2 separate regions of the Mus musculus genome follow, and region 2 is linked to region 1. A link is a contact called in public Micro-C data. All regions are on one chromosome and are shown on one strand. Each heading gives the region's core, a stretch centred on a gene start, on an enhancer-like site or on the middle of the called end of the contact. The rest is flanking DNA. Distances are from core to core; before and after follow the strand shown. Region 1 overlaps Upf2 (UPF2 regulator of nonsense transcripts homolog (yeast)). Region 2 has its middle 24 kb from the start of A230108P19Rik.

Evidence for each region. Hi-C and Micro-C count contacts between places; a contact is called where the count stands out from the background.
Region 2: a Micro-C map of trophoblast stem cells shows a contact between it and region 1, with 7 times the contacts expected there. The contact joins two enhancer-like sites. A contact is called at or near these places in 1 of 39 promoter capture datasets (Sertoli cells), 43 of 484 Hi-C or Micro-C datasets (B cells, CD4 T cells, the HL-1 cell line and 15 more), 3 of 115 datasets of contacts at active chromatin or transcription factors (embryonic stem cells, extraembryonic endoderm stem cells and trophoblast stem cells) and 2 of 9 other capture datasets (adipose tissue and pancreatic islet).

What each region holds. Positions count from the first base shown.
Region 1 is chr2:6,035,016-6,042,732 of GRCm38.p6, forward strand. Upf2 (UPF2 regulator of nonsense transcripts homolog (yeast)) reads left to right here. Exons shown (of 22, transcript NM_001081132.1): 17 at 5,094-5,195; 18 at 5,448-5,546. Among named protein-coding and RNA genes, the nearest start is that of Gm30136, 41 kb to the right of the region's middle. Within about 2 kb of position 4,981, at least 2 of the 459 cell types and tissues checked have an H3K27ac peak or open chromatin away from gene starts, as enhancers often do. A contact at or near this core is called in trophoblast stem cells, where this site is marked.
Region 2 is chr2:6,165,550-6,173,266 of GRCm38.p6, forward strand. No RefSeq gene overlaps it. Among named protein-coding and RNA genes, the nearest start is that of A230108P19Rik, 24 kb to the right of the region's middle. Within about 2 kb of position 2,877, at least 23 of the 459 cell types and tissues checked have an H3K27ac peak or open chromatin away from gene starts, as enhancers often do. A contact at or near this core is called in trophoblast stem cells, where this site is marked.

The DNA.
Region 1 (7,717 bases), core at 3,731-6,230:
TTTCGTGTTATACTCTTAGGCCAAACTATATGAAATTGCTTCCCTGCCATTTAGTGTCCACTGAAAATGGTTTTTTGGGACCTGGGGAGCTAGCTTACTTTGTGATATGTTTGCGTGCAAGCAGGAGGACCTCCATTCAACCTACAAAATTAAATAATAACAAATAAACAAACAAACCAGGCATGGTGGCACATGCCTTTAATACCTGTACTTGGGAGGCAGAGGCAGGTAGAGCTCTGTGAATTCAAGGCCAGCCTGGTCTAAATAGTCCCAGGACAGCTAGGCCAATGTAGAGAGACCCTATCTTAAAACAAAAAAAGACCAGACAAAATGTTAATTACTTGAAGTTAATAGATCCAGAGAAAGGAGACAAATGGATCCCTGGGGAATCATTGCCCAGCCATCCCCGCCTACTTGGTGAGTCCCAGGCAAGTGAGAGACCCTGTCTCAAATAAACAATAGTGGATTCGGGTCTAGTACTTAGGAGCACATACTGCTCTTGCAGAGGACCGGAATTCAGTTCTCAGCAGCCACTTCAGACTCACCTATAACTCCAGCTCTGTGTCCTTCTGGTCTCTGTGGTCACATGTCTATACCTGTATCCAGAGGTATACACATGTAATTTAATATAAAGTAGGAGCGGGGGCGGGGCAGGGTGGGGGTGGGCTGGAGAGATGACTCAGTGGTTAAGAGCATTGATTACTCTTCCAGAGATCCTGAATTCAATTCCCAGCAACCACATGGTGGCTCACAATCATCTGTAATGAGTATGATGCCCTCTTCTGTCATGGCAGACCCACAGGAAGATAGACCACTCATATACATAAATAAATAAAAAAATAGAAGCTGGAGAAATGGCTCAATGATTATGCCAGCACTCACATTATTACAGCTGCCAGTTCCAGGGATACAGTGTCCTCTCTGTCTCTAGGCACTAGGCACACACATAGTGCACATACATATAGAGAAATGGTCATACATAAAGTAAAATCAATCAGTAAATAAAATCTATATGTATAATAATTAAAAATAAGACCATTTTGTCATAGTAGGATAAATGTAAGGTAGAATAACAATGAGAGCAAAATTTAATGCAGAAATTAGGTATTCCCTGGCTCTTGTATATATCCAGATTATAAAATCATTGTGATTTAGTGTAGATGACTTTGTGTTGAGTGCTTAAAGCAATTAGGATGTGAAATAGCTTAGAAGTGTGATATTCACTAAACCCTGAAAAACACTTATAATTAATAACTGTTTGGGGAACTTACGTTTTAAAGTTATGGTTTGAATATATGGAACCTAGATATTTAGAAAATGTAGTTTGGTGTTTAAAAGGATATTAATTATTCATAGAGTCATAAGATAAAATTAAAAGAAAGGACCCAGCAATTTAAGGTAATTAAGATTTTCTACATGTAAAAATGAAAATCTGTAAGACCATGTTTTCTTTAAGCCTGAAGATTTTCTAGCTGCTAACAGATATCTCATGTGCTTTACCCATGTCATTTAGTTAGAAATGGATAGTTGGGAAAGCAGAAGAGTCCATACTCTGTGGCCTCCATAATTGGCTGTAGTATTTATAGGCAGCAGGAATGTACTTTTAAATATTTACGTGCTACTTTTTCCTTGGAGCCTTACATCTCTCTTAAAGTAGATAAAAACAAATGAACCATAACTGGTTTCAGCATAGTAGGTGCCTTTATGTTGATTCATTTTCAAAATGAAATTGCTGTAGAAAAATTCTGAAATATAAATTTAATTGGCTTGCTAAGTACTTTATATAACAAAAGGAAATGAGACACTAATTTCTTTTAAATATTGAGACTAACAATGTTTTCTGTGGTACTAATTAGATGAGCAAAGTCTAACGAATCTAACATGCTCAGTAAATATGAAGTAACTTTCTTGTAAAAAGTTTGAGGTATTTTTCTTTTTCTTTTTTTTTTTTTAAGATTTATTTATTTATTTATTTATTTATTTATTTGTTATATGTAAGTACACTGTAGCTGTCTTCAGACACTCCAGAAGAGGGCGTCAGATCTCTTTACGGATGGTTTTGTGCCACCATGTGGTTGCTGGGATTTGAACTCGGGACCTTTGTAAGAACAGTCAGTGTTCTTACCCGATGAGCCATCTCACCAGCCCGGTATTTTTCTTTTTAAATGCATTTCTTTGTTTACAATATTGACCTTTGTATTTGGGAGGGCTTATTTTATACTTGTGTCTCAAGACAAAGAAGGAAACACTGTACAGGACATATCTCTACTAGGGAGAAAAGCAGACAGGACATATCTCTACTAGGGAGAAAAGCAGACAGAACATTCAGTTAGGAGTTGGGTGGCCCTCTGGGAACCTGTGCTGGCTTTGACAAGAGTAAGATGACAAGAGTAAGGCGCTTAGCTTCTCTTCACCTCCAAGGTCACTCCTTCCCATAGCTATCCAGAAACAGAAATTATTTAAGAAAAAGAAAGATGAGTTAGGGAGTAATAAACATGGGAAGGAATATTCTACTATCTACTCCAGTGGAGAAAGAAAAGGCAAGAATTCAACTCATTAGGAACAGTGGGGCACCATACAGTTTAGCTCAGTGGTAGAGAATCTATTAAGCACACAATATAGCCTTGGGCTCAGCTCTTCAATGCTTGTCCCCACAGAGCCACTGTTCTTTCAGTTTGGTTGTTGTTGTTTTGGTTTTTTAAGATTTGTTTTTATGTTTATGAGTGTTTTACTTACTTATGAATGCACACCATGTGTGTGCAGTGCCATAAGAGGAGGACACTGGGGCCTGTGCAGCTGGACCTACACAGACCATTGTAACCACCATGTGGGTTCTAGGATCTCTGCAAGAACAGCAAGTGCTCCTAACCACTGAGCCATCTCTCCAACCCCATCTTGGTACTTTTATATCTTAGCAATTCCCAACCAGGGTGTGTTCTCTTTAAGTATCAGTGTGAAACTCAAATAACTGTTGAAGATTAAGTAGTCTATTAAAACTTTTTTAAAATTTTTTAATTAATTAATTTATTTATTTATTTATTGGTTTTTTGAGACAGGGTTTCTCTGTGTAGCCCTGGCTGTCCTGGAACTCACTCTGTAGACCAGGCTGGCCTCTAACTCAGAAATCTACCTGCCTCTGCCTCCCAAGTGCTGGGATTAAAGGCATGCGCCACCTTATCTATATGTTTCCTATGGACACAGTTGATGTTAGTTAGAAACTTAAGTTACAAATAGGTTAAATAATTTGCCCACACTCTCAGAGTAGTACCAGAGCCAGATACAACGTGGCCATTTTTTGGTTTGGTTGCTTGGTTTGGTTGGTTGGTTTGTTGTGTTACATTGCTTCTCCTGCTTGCCTTAGCCAGCAAATGATGTATTAATTTTACCTTATTATGTTAGTATATAGGAAGCTCAAGACAAATGTATTCCTGTTGAATATTTTATTTGTGAAAATGAACACATTCTGTTCAGTTGGCTCTCTTCATCTGTGTATCCAACTATTCATATATAAAAAATACTCAAGCAGCCGGGTGTGGTGGCGCACGCCTTTAATCCCAGGCAGAGGCAGTCGGATTTCTGAGTTTGAGGCCAGCCTGGTCTACAAAGTGAGTTCCAGGACAGCCAGGGCTATACAGAGAAACCCTGTCTCGAAAAAACAAAACAAAACAAAAAAAAGAAATAAAAAAGGGCTGGAGAGATGGCTCAGTGGATAAGAGCACTAACTGCTCTTCCGAAGGTCCTGAGTTCAATTCCCAGCAACCACATGTGGCTTACAACCACCTGTAATGAGATTTGATGCCCTCTTCAGTTTCAGTGTACATATGTGTAATAATAAATCTTTTAAAAAAATACTCAAGGGAGTAATGCATTTATACCAAGCATATGTAGACCTGTTTAGTCATACCCTAACAGTGAGTGTTGTTTAGCACTTACATTGAACCACTCCTGACACATAGCTTTATTAACTGAGCAATAAAAGGAGGGGGTTTTGTTAATTCATTTAGCTTAGTTTAATCTAGTTTTAATAGGAAGCATCTTTGTGTATTAATTGATTCATGGGGAGGAGGTGCTGGGAAAAAGGCTTATTTGGCAAAGTGCATTCGAACACCTGAATTTTATCTCTACCACCCACGGAGAGAAGCCTGTAATACTATCTATCTGTGAAGAGGTCGAGAGGATCCCTGAGGATCACTGGCCACCCAGTCTGAATCAGTGAGAGATCCTGTCCCCTGCTCCCAAAATATGTATACACACACGCACACGAACATGCACACACACGATTCATTTTCTTCGGGAGGGAATTTAAGATTAGCTTCTTGTTTTGTGTGTTTGCTTGCTTGGCTGCTTGCTTGTTTTTGAGACAGGGTCTCATGTATCCTAGGCTGCTCTTGAATTTACTATGTTCCTGAAGATAACCTTTGTCCTACTTTGATTTTTGTTTCTGTGATAAACACCATAATCAAAAGCAGATTGGGAAGGAGGAGGGTGTGGTTGATGATACAGGTTGCAGGACATAACTGAGGAACTTAGGTGCAAAAGCTAAAGCAGAGATGGTGAAGGAACACTGCTTACTGGCTTGCCCATTTACTTTGTTACATAACCTAGGACCACATGCCCATAGGTCAGTCTGAAGGGGACAGTGACTCAGTTGAGGTTACCCCTTTCCATAGACCCCGTAATGTTTTTGAGCTGCAAATTGGATTTCTATTTTGTTTTTAATGTAAAAAATGGGAACAATAATAAAGGACAAGAGAACATCCCTGCATAGTGCTCTATCGTGGTTTTTAACTGGTGGAATTAAATGTGAACTTTGTAGAATTAGATGAATAGTAAAAAAAAAAAAAACTACAGTGAGAAACACTAAAGGTTCAGGAAACTGCTTCCTCGTGTGATTTACGTTACTGCTTTATGTGCTGTCTGACCTGTGGTTAGTATTTAGCTCCTGGCATGTAGGAAATGTTGGCCCTCTGACTTGTCCGACAGATTCCATGAAAGGAGGCTAGGAGTAAGTAAACGACACACCTACACACCTCCGTAAGGCATGTTAGGTTCCCTACTGGAGGGCTTGAATTGTCTGTTGCTGTTCATTTCAGGAGGGTTCTGAGGAGGAGGAGGAGGGAGAGGAGGAGGAAGAGGAGAATACAGATTACCTCACAGATTCCAACAAGGAGAACGAGACTGATGAAGAAAATGCTGTATGTATGACCGTATTTGTTTTATTTTCAAATTCTGTGGTGGTTTTGAGTATTTGATTTTAAGTCATTGAATTTTTTTGCTTGTGATGATAAAAAATTGCTTTCTTGGGAACCTCCTTTGAGTTTCCCCCGGGTGGCAAGTTATTTTAACCTTTACCTCTGGTTATGCCAACCACATCAGCATACAGAAAGGCTCTGACTTATGAAACATTACAGTGAAATGGGTTATGACTTTTTCCTTTGTGTGATAAGGAGGTGATGATTAAGGGAGGCGGACTGAAGCATGTTCCTTGTGTAGAAGATGAGGACTTCATTCAAGCTCTGGACAAAATGATGCTAGAAAACCTTCAGGTAAAATATCACTCTTTCGAACACAAAACATTGTAGTACACAAGATTCTGATTAATACAAGGATCTCTTTCTAAGCAGCCACCCCTGTGGCATATCTCCCTAATGTACACAGATTATGACTGCCAGCATGGCCTGTATTCCAAATCCTGATTAGCAGTTCCTGAGCGAGAATGAGAATAAATGTAGTTATTGTAAGATGGGAGTGATCATTTTTAAGAGCATGCACTGCCCTTACTCAACTTGTTTTCTACCCCCCGTGTTGGATGGCTAACAGGCACTTGTAATTCCGGTACTGGGGATCTGAAACCCTGGCTTATATGGGCACTTGTGTGCATGTGACCCACATAACACATGCAGAGACGTAACTAACAATAAAATAAATCTTTATGTTCACAGCATTACTAAACTGGGGGAGGGGGGAGAGAACCAGGGTTTCTCTGTGTAGCCCTGGCAGTGCTGGACCTCACTCTGTAGACCAGGCTGGCCTCAAACTGCCTCTGCCTCCTGAATGCTGGGATTAAATACATATGCCACTACATCCAGCTAATGAACAAGATTTTATCAAAACTCTGTGTAACGTTTTGGTTTTGGTCTGTGCTACTGGAGATCAAACCCAAGCTGGGCTAGCTGGGCTCTGAACTGCATCCCTAGTCATTCATTTGGCATTTATTAAAACATCACAGTAATTGGGAATGATTACATTTTTCTGTAATAGGAGAGAGACTCCTTTGGGTTGTTTACTTGTGCTGATTAAATGACTGATAACCCCTTTGGTAACTTAGCATGCTTTTGTCCGAACATAGAGTTGTTGGGGGGCGACCATTGAGGTAAGTTAGGTTTAAGGAAGGAGTGAAAATGTTCAGTATAGCTAAGTATTGATCAGCGTTCACTGGAAAGGGAAGAGAACTAGGGGATAGCTAGCTAGGCCATAGAGCAAGGTGATGTCTTGTTTTGGGCTTGTTTAAGATATTAAAGTCATTTTGTGCTGGCAGACTGGTTCTTTAGAGAAGAAATACTAGATTTTACTATTGACAAAGTTATTGAAGGGCTCAACATACCTCCTCCTTCATCCCTCCCCAAAGTATTAACCATTTTTCCTATTGTTATTATTGTTTAGAATATTATTATACACACATTAGACCAACTTTCTGCTTCTTTCAGATATTAAGTATTTCTCTATATATCCAGATATTGTTTATATATATGTGTGTGTGTGTGTGTGTGTGTGTGTGTGTGTGTGTGTGTGTATGTTTATTTGTGTGGGTTTTTTATTTGGTTGGCTGGTCAGTTTTTTGTTTTTGTCCAACATAATATTTTTATTAATTATTTGGTAATTTTATACAATTTACCCTGAACACATTCATTCATTCCAGGTCCCCCTTCCCACCCTTGTGTACCCGCCTCCCCACAAAAAATAAATAAATCAACTACCAAGGCCCATTTGTGTTGCCCTTATACTTTTTGGAACATTGTCAGACTCCCAGTGGCCTGTCCCATAAAGAAAACTGAACTTCCTCCACCCCCAACCCCTTCAACTGTGAGGAGCATTTCAGCATCTTTATCACAGTTTTTAAGGACTGTTTAATAGCTTCCTTGTCTGGACTGTTTCTTTTTGGGGGAGGGCAGATTGTCACAGAAGCATTCAGTGTCTCTCTGGTTGATATTTTGTTTTATTTTTGAGTCAAGATCCCATTAGATAGCTGGGGCTGGCCTTGATAATTAGCCCAGACTGGCCTCAAATTTACAATCTTCCTGCCTCAACCTCCCATGTGTTTAAATTACATGTGTATGCTGCCATAACTAGCCCAAAAGCCCTTAATTTATTAAGTAAGTCTCAGGTTACTTTAGAGGCATGTCAAATAAAGCATAATTAGCAATTGTAATTTTCTAGAAGAGAAATAAAAGAGTTTTCATAAAGCAGCGTATGGAGTCAGTAACCATTTGATAGTTCCTGAGAAGCTGTATGTGAGTGACTAACAGTACACACGGTGAGGCAGAAGTAGTAGATAAGACAGACGTTCTTCTTCTCAGAGAGGATAGGTATTTAAAGACTACCATGTATGTACTCTAAATTCGTGATCATTGGTACAGATAGAATGTTTTGGTTTCTAGAAAGGGAAGAGCCTTCATTAGATGGGATGGTGGAAAAGACATTTCTAATAGCACAATTT
Region 2 (7,717 bases), core at 1,627-4,126, 130 kb after region 1:
ACACGTGTACCCATACCCACATGTGTGCTTGTATACATGCAATCATGCATACCATGCATATATATGTGAAAATTAAAAAAAAACAACAACAGAAAAACAATAACAAGGCAAAGTTTTGTTCCTCCAGATCTACACATCCTGCTTTGGCAGGTCTGTGATGAGACATTCCGTGTTCTGAGATGGGCAGAGTCACAGAGAAGTCATAGCAGCCTGAGGCTAGCACCTGAGCTACCAAAACAAAGATGAGCAGGAGCTCAGGGGTTTGAACGAAGGCTTGAACGGGGAGAGGAGGAGTTTGTGAGGTTGTTTTCAGCTTTCGAAGCACCCTTTCTCTAGAAACTTTTATCAGGTGATGGTGCAATAGTTCTCGAATCTAGACAAAAGGAAGTGAGTGTTTTGAGTGTTGTGAAGTATTAGTTCTCAATATACTGCAATCCAATGACGTCAGCATGGCAGTCTTCCAAGATTAGTAGGCTGTTCTTTCTATTAAAAATGGCTTCCAGGGCTGCAAAGATCACAGTCAGTAGAGCTCTCGAGAATGGGGACCTAAGTTCAAATTCCCAGAGTGCTGAGTGTGGCCATGGACCTGTAACCACAGCACTGTGGGGGAAGCAGAAAGACAGGAGGTCACTGAGGTTTGCTACTCTCAGCCCAAGTTCAGGTTCACTGACAGAACTTGTTTTGAGGATTAAGGACAGGGCAGGACCCTCTCTGGCCCCAGGCACACATATACCCGCCCCCCCATATACACACAGACTCACGCTCAAAAAACAAAGTGACTTCAACTTGCAGATCCGTACATCCCTCTGATACTAGGATACAGCTATTTGAAAAGCGTTGAAAACAATTGGATTCAATTGTTCATCCTCCTTGGCTCTTACTAGTATGTCTCTTCTTATTCTCTAGCATACTCCCTAAACTCTCTATCCTACCCTGACTTTCACCTGCTGTAACAATTCAACTAAGACTCTCAACCAATGCTGGTCCATATTGCTCAGGCCAAACCAAGAGTCTGCAGCAACTTGCTTACTCTCTGGTAATGACCCTGGTCTCCATAAGGAAAGGAGGCAAGCCCATGGTGCCTGCCTCCTAGGTCCTGTTCTTTCAGGCCACATCTCTTGTTTCATAGTCCCCCTGGTTCCTTTAGCTATAGGACTCTGATCTCCATGACTTTTCCTGGTACATATCGATGGGGCTGTGTGGGTGTTCAGACCTTACTACCTCTGGGTAGAGTCCCTGGACAAATGGTATACCTTCTCTTGAGAAAGGATGGCTGTAGTTTGAGGGGTCATTACAATAGATGGCTGCTCTCTCTCTCTCTCTCTCTCTCTCACACACACACAGACACACTCACTCACACATACACATACCCCACACACACATAAAGAACAGGTTAATTGCTTCTCTGCCTTTTGGCTAAGATCAAGCGAAGAGCAGGTTAGAACAAGTTACAGTCTAAACTCTTTCCTTCTAGGACCTTGTCACCTCTGAATCGCATCTACAGCTTCTTCACCATCGTGACACTACTCTGGCTCTTGGCTTGGGAAGGAAACTTTGATCTTCCTTAAAGCTAATACTCTCTGATCAGCCCTCCAATAACAGGGTCGTTGTCCCTTTCCACTTACATATATGGGACATACATGCAATGAGACAGGTGTAAGTACAGGATATTCTCAGCATGATTAGTGTGATACACATATATGGTATACTTGTAGGCATCATACAAATAGCAAAAGAGAAGCATGAGGTACACTGTGCTGTGTGCAAAAAATAGAAAATGTTATTGGAGTTGTTTTGTAAAGGGGAATCTTGGAACCAGCAAGCTTTCTTCTTCTTTTTCTCTATTGTGGAGAATTGCTTTCTCGTTGTGTGTGTGTGGTGTGCGTGTGTGAGTGAGTGTGTATGTACTTATACTCAGTGGCAGTACTCAGAGTGAAGCCACATGACTTGTTAGAGCACTGTGGGAATTGGGAAGACACCTTTGTGACTGGCATGAGTGAGTACGGTCAGAAATACTGCTCTGCAGACCATGGTGCACATGTCTGTTCCTTCAACCAAGGACCGTCTGCCCCAAAGGTCCACGTTGCCGAGAGTTAGAAGCCCTGCTCTGGAATCCTCCTGCAGCGCTCACTCCAGGGTGAAAACCATGGCCATTTATTGACAGCAGGCTACAGAGGCATTGGTTCTGTCCCTAAAACCAAACTCAACAGACAATTGTTTATGAGCGTTCTCCTTCACCACGGTGGCGGCTGTCTCAAGGACTTGACTGTACAACATGCTCAGCTGGTTGTTTTTATTCTCATGACTAAAAAGCGAGTGGGCATAGAGCTCAGGGGTAGGGTGCTTGCCCACTTTATATAAGGTATTAGGTTCAGTCCCCAGTACTACCAAAGCCCAAACAACAACAAATGCCAATTTTCCCATCAAGTAACCTGAAGCAAGTTCTGCTTAAGGATTCAACCCAGAGGTAAACAACCATCGCCCTCTGCTGGAAGATTCTGTAACTGCTCCATTCAGAGTAGAGGAGCCCGGTTGAACATGCCTTTGAACATGTAATTGCCTCCAAGGGTGAGGAGAGTATTGGTTTATACAGCCAATTAATATTTTAGATAATAATCTTATTCTTTGAGATTTTCACACATTTATATAGTGTATAAATCTATCTGACCCCCCCCTTTGGCTTCATGTCTTCTTGTTGTTTATTTTAGGAGTCCAATTACTGCTACCCATCTGCATATGGGTATGGGGTCATCCCCTGGGGACATAAGCAATCTGCCAGTGACCATGCACCCAGAGGATGCACCCAGAGGACAGTGACTTCCTCTCATTAGCTGTCACCTGCCAAGAGTTCTATGTAACCACGGTTCCTTGAGCTGATGCATGCAACAGGCATGTTGTAACAGGAGTCAGGGCTCACAGCTCTCTCCTCTCCACCCACAGGCTCTTACCTACTTATCTCCCCATCTCCTTGGAAGTTTCCCGAGCCTTGGCTGGTGAGAGGGTGATACTGATAACCTGTCCAGGGCTAGACACTTGACCTTTTGACCAGTTATAGGTGTCTGCATTAACCAGTACTTACTGCAAAGGAAGCTCCCCTGGCCACAGTTCAGAGCAGCAGGAATCTGTGCATATGAACGCAGATATTTAGAAGTCAGTGTGACACTATGACTACTTAGCCAAACCACAACAGGTTTCCCCTTCGGGCCTATGATCTCCTCAGCCCTGGGCTTTTGACTAGGATTGCAGGACTTGGCAAGACTGTTGAGCAAGACTCAGATTTAGTAAGAAAGCAGCTGTATACCCCTATACAATTACACCAATGGGCATATTTTGCCAGCAGGTCCATATTGTAGCATGCAGGGTCCAGTACCAGGGAAGACATTGATTTTTTTTTTTCCTCCAAGAATCCTGTAGAGCACTTCAGGCCCTCTGTAAGCTCATTAGCAGATGCAGGGGTCCTGGCCAGTTTGAGATTAATTTTTTTTATGCCTACATTCAAAGTGGGTGACATCTTTAACAATAGAGTCTTACTATCTAGCTATGGAGGGCAACTGAGAGCAATGGCAATAGCTTATATTATTTTGGGAGCCCCTGGGGCCTCTCTGACCAATATTCATAGAGAGGTAACCATGGTTGGCACTGAGATTTTTATTTAACAACCCAGGTGTTTGGGGAGCAGTGTTGTCCACCCATGCAAGGGTACTTCTGTTCGCTTATAAACTAGTTGATTTTCACAAAGCTTCTTCACGGATCCTTAGTTTTGTCTAACCCACAACTACCCTTTTTGTTCCCCATCCATCTATATCTGCTTACACCCTTACCCTTTAGTATCTCCTGTCTCCTTTTATGGATCAGTGTTGTACTATACCATCTGACTGAGTTTCGTCTTGGGTTAGAAAACCACAGGGTTTTAAATGGCTTTTCCTTGTTCCCTTCATTTTGGTTAGGCCTTCTGCTAACATTTCATTTCTCATTCTCTCCCTCCTCTGTACTTGAATGACCAGTTTCTTTTTTAATGTAGGACTATAGGTTTATATGTTGTTCGATGGCTATTAAATATTCTATCCCTTCTCTGACAGGGCAGCATTGATGAACAAAACAATACCAAAGTTTAATGATCAGACCCAGAAGTAGATTGTAGGATGTCTTAAAAATAATTTTTATTTTGATGGGCTTCGTGCATGAAGTGCTTGTCATGTGAGCATGCTCAAGTCCCAGAATCCTCATTAAAAATTCTTTTTTGGGTTTTTGATTTTGTTTTTTCGAGACAGGGTTTCTCTGTGTAGCCCTGGCTGTCTTGGAACTCACTTTGTAGACCAGGCTGGCCTCGAACTCAGAAACCCACCTGCCTCTGCCTTCCAAGTGCTGGGATTAAAGGCATGTGCCACCACCGCCCAGTTATTTAATGAGTCTTTTGTTTACTTTTGAGATTGTATTTTAATTATAGCACTCCCCCTTCCCTCCCTCGACCCCTCTCACATGCCCTTCCCTCTTCTTATTCAAATTCGTGGCCACTGGCTTTTTATCAGTTATTATTGCATGCATATAAGTATTTGCAGATACATACATATTCCCAAATATAACCTGTCATGCATATTTTTGATAATGTGACTATGATAGGAAATGGGCTAGAGAAATGGCTCAGGAGATTGACCTAATTGAAAAGCCAACGTGGAGCCAGGAGTAAAGCCATGCCTTTAATCCCTGCACTCTGGAGGCCTGGTGAGTTTGAGGCCAGCCTTGGTCTATGAGGCAAGTTCCAGGACAGCCAAGGCCAGCACACAGAGAAACCCTGTCTCAAAAACAAAACAAAACAAAACAAAACAAAACAAAACACACACATACAAAAAAAAAAAAGAAAAAAAAAAAAGACTTCCCAGCCACACTGACTCTTCTTGGTGACTGATTGTAAATCTAGTCAAGTTGACAAGATTAACTATTTCAACTCTTCCCCTATCAACTTCACATCCAAATGCATCCATATTGTTTAATTTAATCCATATCGTTTTATTTCTGGCTTTCATACGTTTCTAGACACTTCACAATGCAAAATGGGTTTAGCCCAATTTCAAACATCCCTGTAGTCTAACAGTACCAAGGCCAAGGTCCTCCCTGATGCTCGGGGACATCTCTTAACTTCCATTTTCCAACATACTAGGATATAAAGTAAGCACCTCCATTAGGAAGGATGGGAGGATGATACTGACATCAAACACAGGCAGGTACTTGCCTGTGTCCAGCACCAGGGCTGTGGGACAGTAACATCTGTGTTCCACTGGGCTTGGGTGGCCTACCTCTCCAGCTTACAGTGTGGAAGGCACAGAGGTAACTTTATTACAGCTGCCCCATGGTGGCCAGGAGCCTGGGGCACCTCACTTGCTTCTCAGCAGACCACAAATGCTGGTGTTGAAAGAAAATAAAACTTGAGACCTGTGATTCATGTAATGTATGTCAAATAGCCCAAAGAGTTGTTTGCGAGCTTTGAAACCTGGGGCTGAGAACATACCAGAACAGGCCAGGACATGCCCGGACAGGCCCATCATTAAGATATTCCTGAGGCTGCTTGGCCATAAAGATAAAGAGATAAAGAGAATGACATGCCAAACTGGCCTGGCGCCTCCCTATCTCCCGCCCTTCTAACCTAAGTTAAATGTTAACAGGCTGCTGATGTTTAAATGGACCAATCATGTGAAACCGCGCCAATTCCTCCCCCAGGCCCAGCCCCTTTTCTATAAAAACTCCTAGCTTCCAAGCCTCGTGGTCAAATCCACTGTCTTCTGCGTGAGATATGTTTTGACCCAGAGCTCCGCCATTAAAACTACCTCATGTTTTTCCATCAAGGCATTCTGTTCGTGATTCTTGGGTGCACACCGAATCGGGAATTGAGTGGGGGTTTCCCCACTAGGTTCTTTCAGTGTTCAGCTCACTTTCTCCTTCTTCCTCTTCTCTTCCACCCAAGGCTACAGCCCATGGGCTGGCTCTTTTTATTTATTTTTTTCTTTGTTCTGTGGATATGGCCATTTTTGAGAGTGCTGATTTGAGTCTCTGGTCTCTCTCCTATAGAGAGATGTTACATTTGATTCGATGTAAAGAAGCACGGTCTCCTCTAGGTCCTCTTTTCCAGCCTCCCAGACAACTCTCTTCAAGGTCAGTTCAAATGTCTTTGCGGTTCAGTTGATTTCTGGGAGATGCTTCCTCCTGCTGCTGAGCTGATGATATTCCAGCCTCCCGCTCTAGCACTATCTGCACTTCCCTCTCATGTAACTGTTGGACTTCTTGTTACTTCTTCTGTTGGTATCTTAGCCCATGTTTGTCCTGAAATCAGAGTTTAAGACCCAGGTTTCCATGTAGGTAGGTGATTTATTCTGTAAGTCTCCTGTCTCCCTGGGACAGGGGTATAAAGTCTCCCAAGAGGAGGAAAGGTATAAACCAAGGGTGAGCTATTGAATCCCACTGTGGAAGCAGCCAGGGCTCCATCCTGATGGAGCTTTCCAAGGAGTCCACCCCCATCCCCTAGAGGTCAAGGCTTAAAACAAAGATGGCTGTCAGCCCCTTGTTCTTCTGTGGTGCATATGTGATTTGGAAACCCCTGAGTTGGTTTCTACAAGAGTGAGTCCAAGGTGGCATGGGAAGAGAGGTGGCTGGACAGAGAGAGGCTATGGGGTTGTCTGATGTCTGCTTTGTGTATCTCCTTCCTTGGTTTATGCATTTATTTTGCAAAGAACACAGTGACAACTGTCCTTTGAGCTCCCTGACGCTAGTGGACAGGAGGCTTGCCTGTGACAGTTACCTTCTATGTCATCCCCAGCATCACTGCCGGTCTCCCTTTTCCTCCCTGGTGGATTGAAAACCTAGTTTTGTACCCCTGCTTCTTTTGTGTTTCCTCTGTTGAGAGGGACATTTCCCCCATTCTTCCTGGAAAAAGATAGATGGAGGAGATCACTGTCTTTATGACACGTATGCCTGGGAAAAATTCTTGTTTTATTGTCACATTTTAGGAAAAAGTTGACAATCATGTTTCTTTGACTTTTGGAGGGATTTGCTCTGTTGTTTCCTTAATTCTGGCATTGTAGAGTCTAAAGCTTTATCCTTAAACATTTGAAGTGAAGGGTTTTTATCTCCATTCCATACAGTCTGAAGAATGATATATGACAGCCACACTTCCAGTCTTAAGTGACTGGATTTATTAAGTATACAGTAAACCAAAGTAAAAGAATAAATAGCAGTGATATATAGATAGATAGCAAAACATCATGAATCTGATCCTCAAAACATGTAGCAGAAGGCTGGGGGTGATGGCACAGGCCTTTAATCCCCACACTCAGTAGGCCGAGGCAAAGGATCTCTGTGATTTCAAGGCCAGCCTAGTCTACAGAGTGAGTTCCAGAACAGCCAGGGCTGTTACACAGAAAGACAACAACAACAACAACAACAATAACAAACAAACAAAACAACCATCCAGCAGAAACTGACTGAGGAAGCCCTATGGAGGCAATCAGCTGGGGTTCCCAGTAGAGCCCCAGGCAAGCAGAGCCCGTGGATGAGGCTCACATGTAAAAGACTACAGCAGAAAAGTGACACCATCAAACTGGGGTGGGGATGTGGGGTGGGGCAGGGCTTACAAACACCCAGGAGAGGCCCTGGGGGAGAGGCAGTCATCCGGAGTGTTTTGGGTTCATGGGTTTATCCCCATGAATGGGTTTCCCCAGGGTCATCA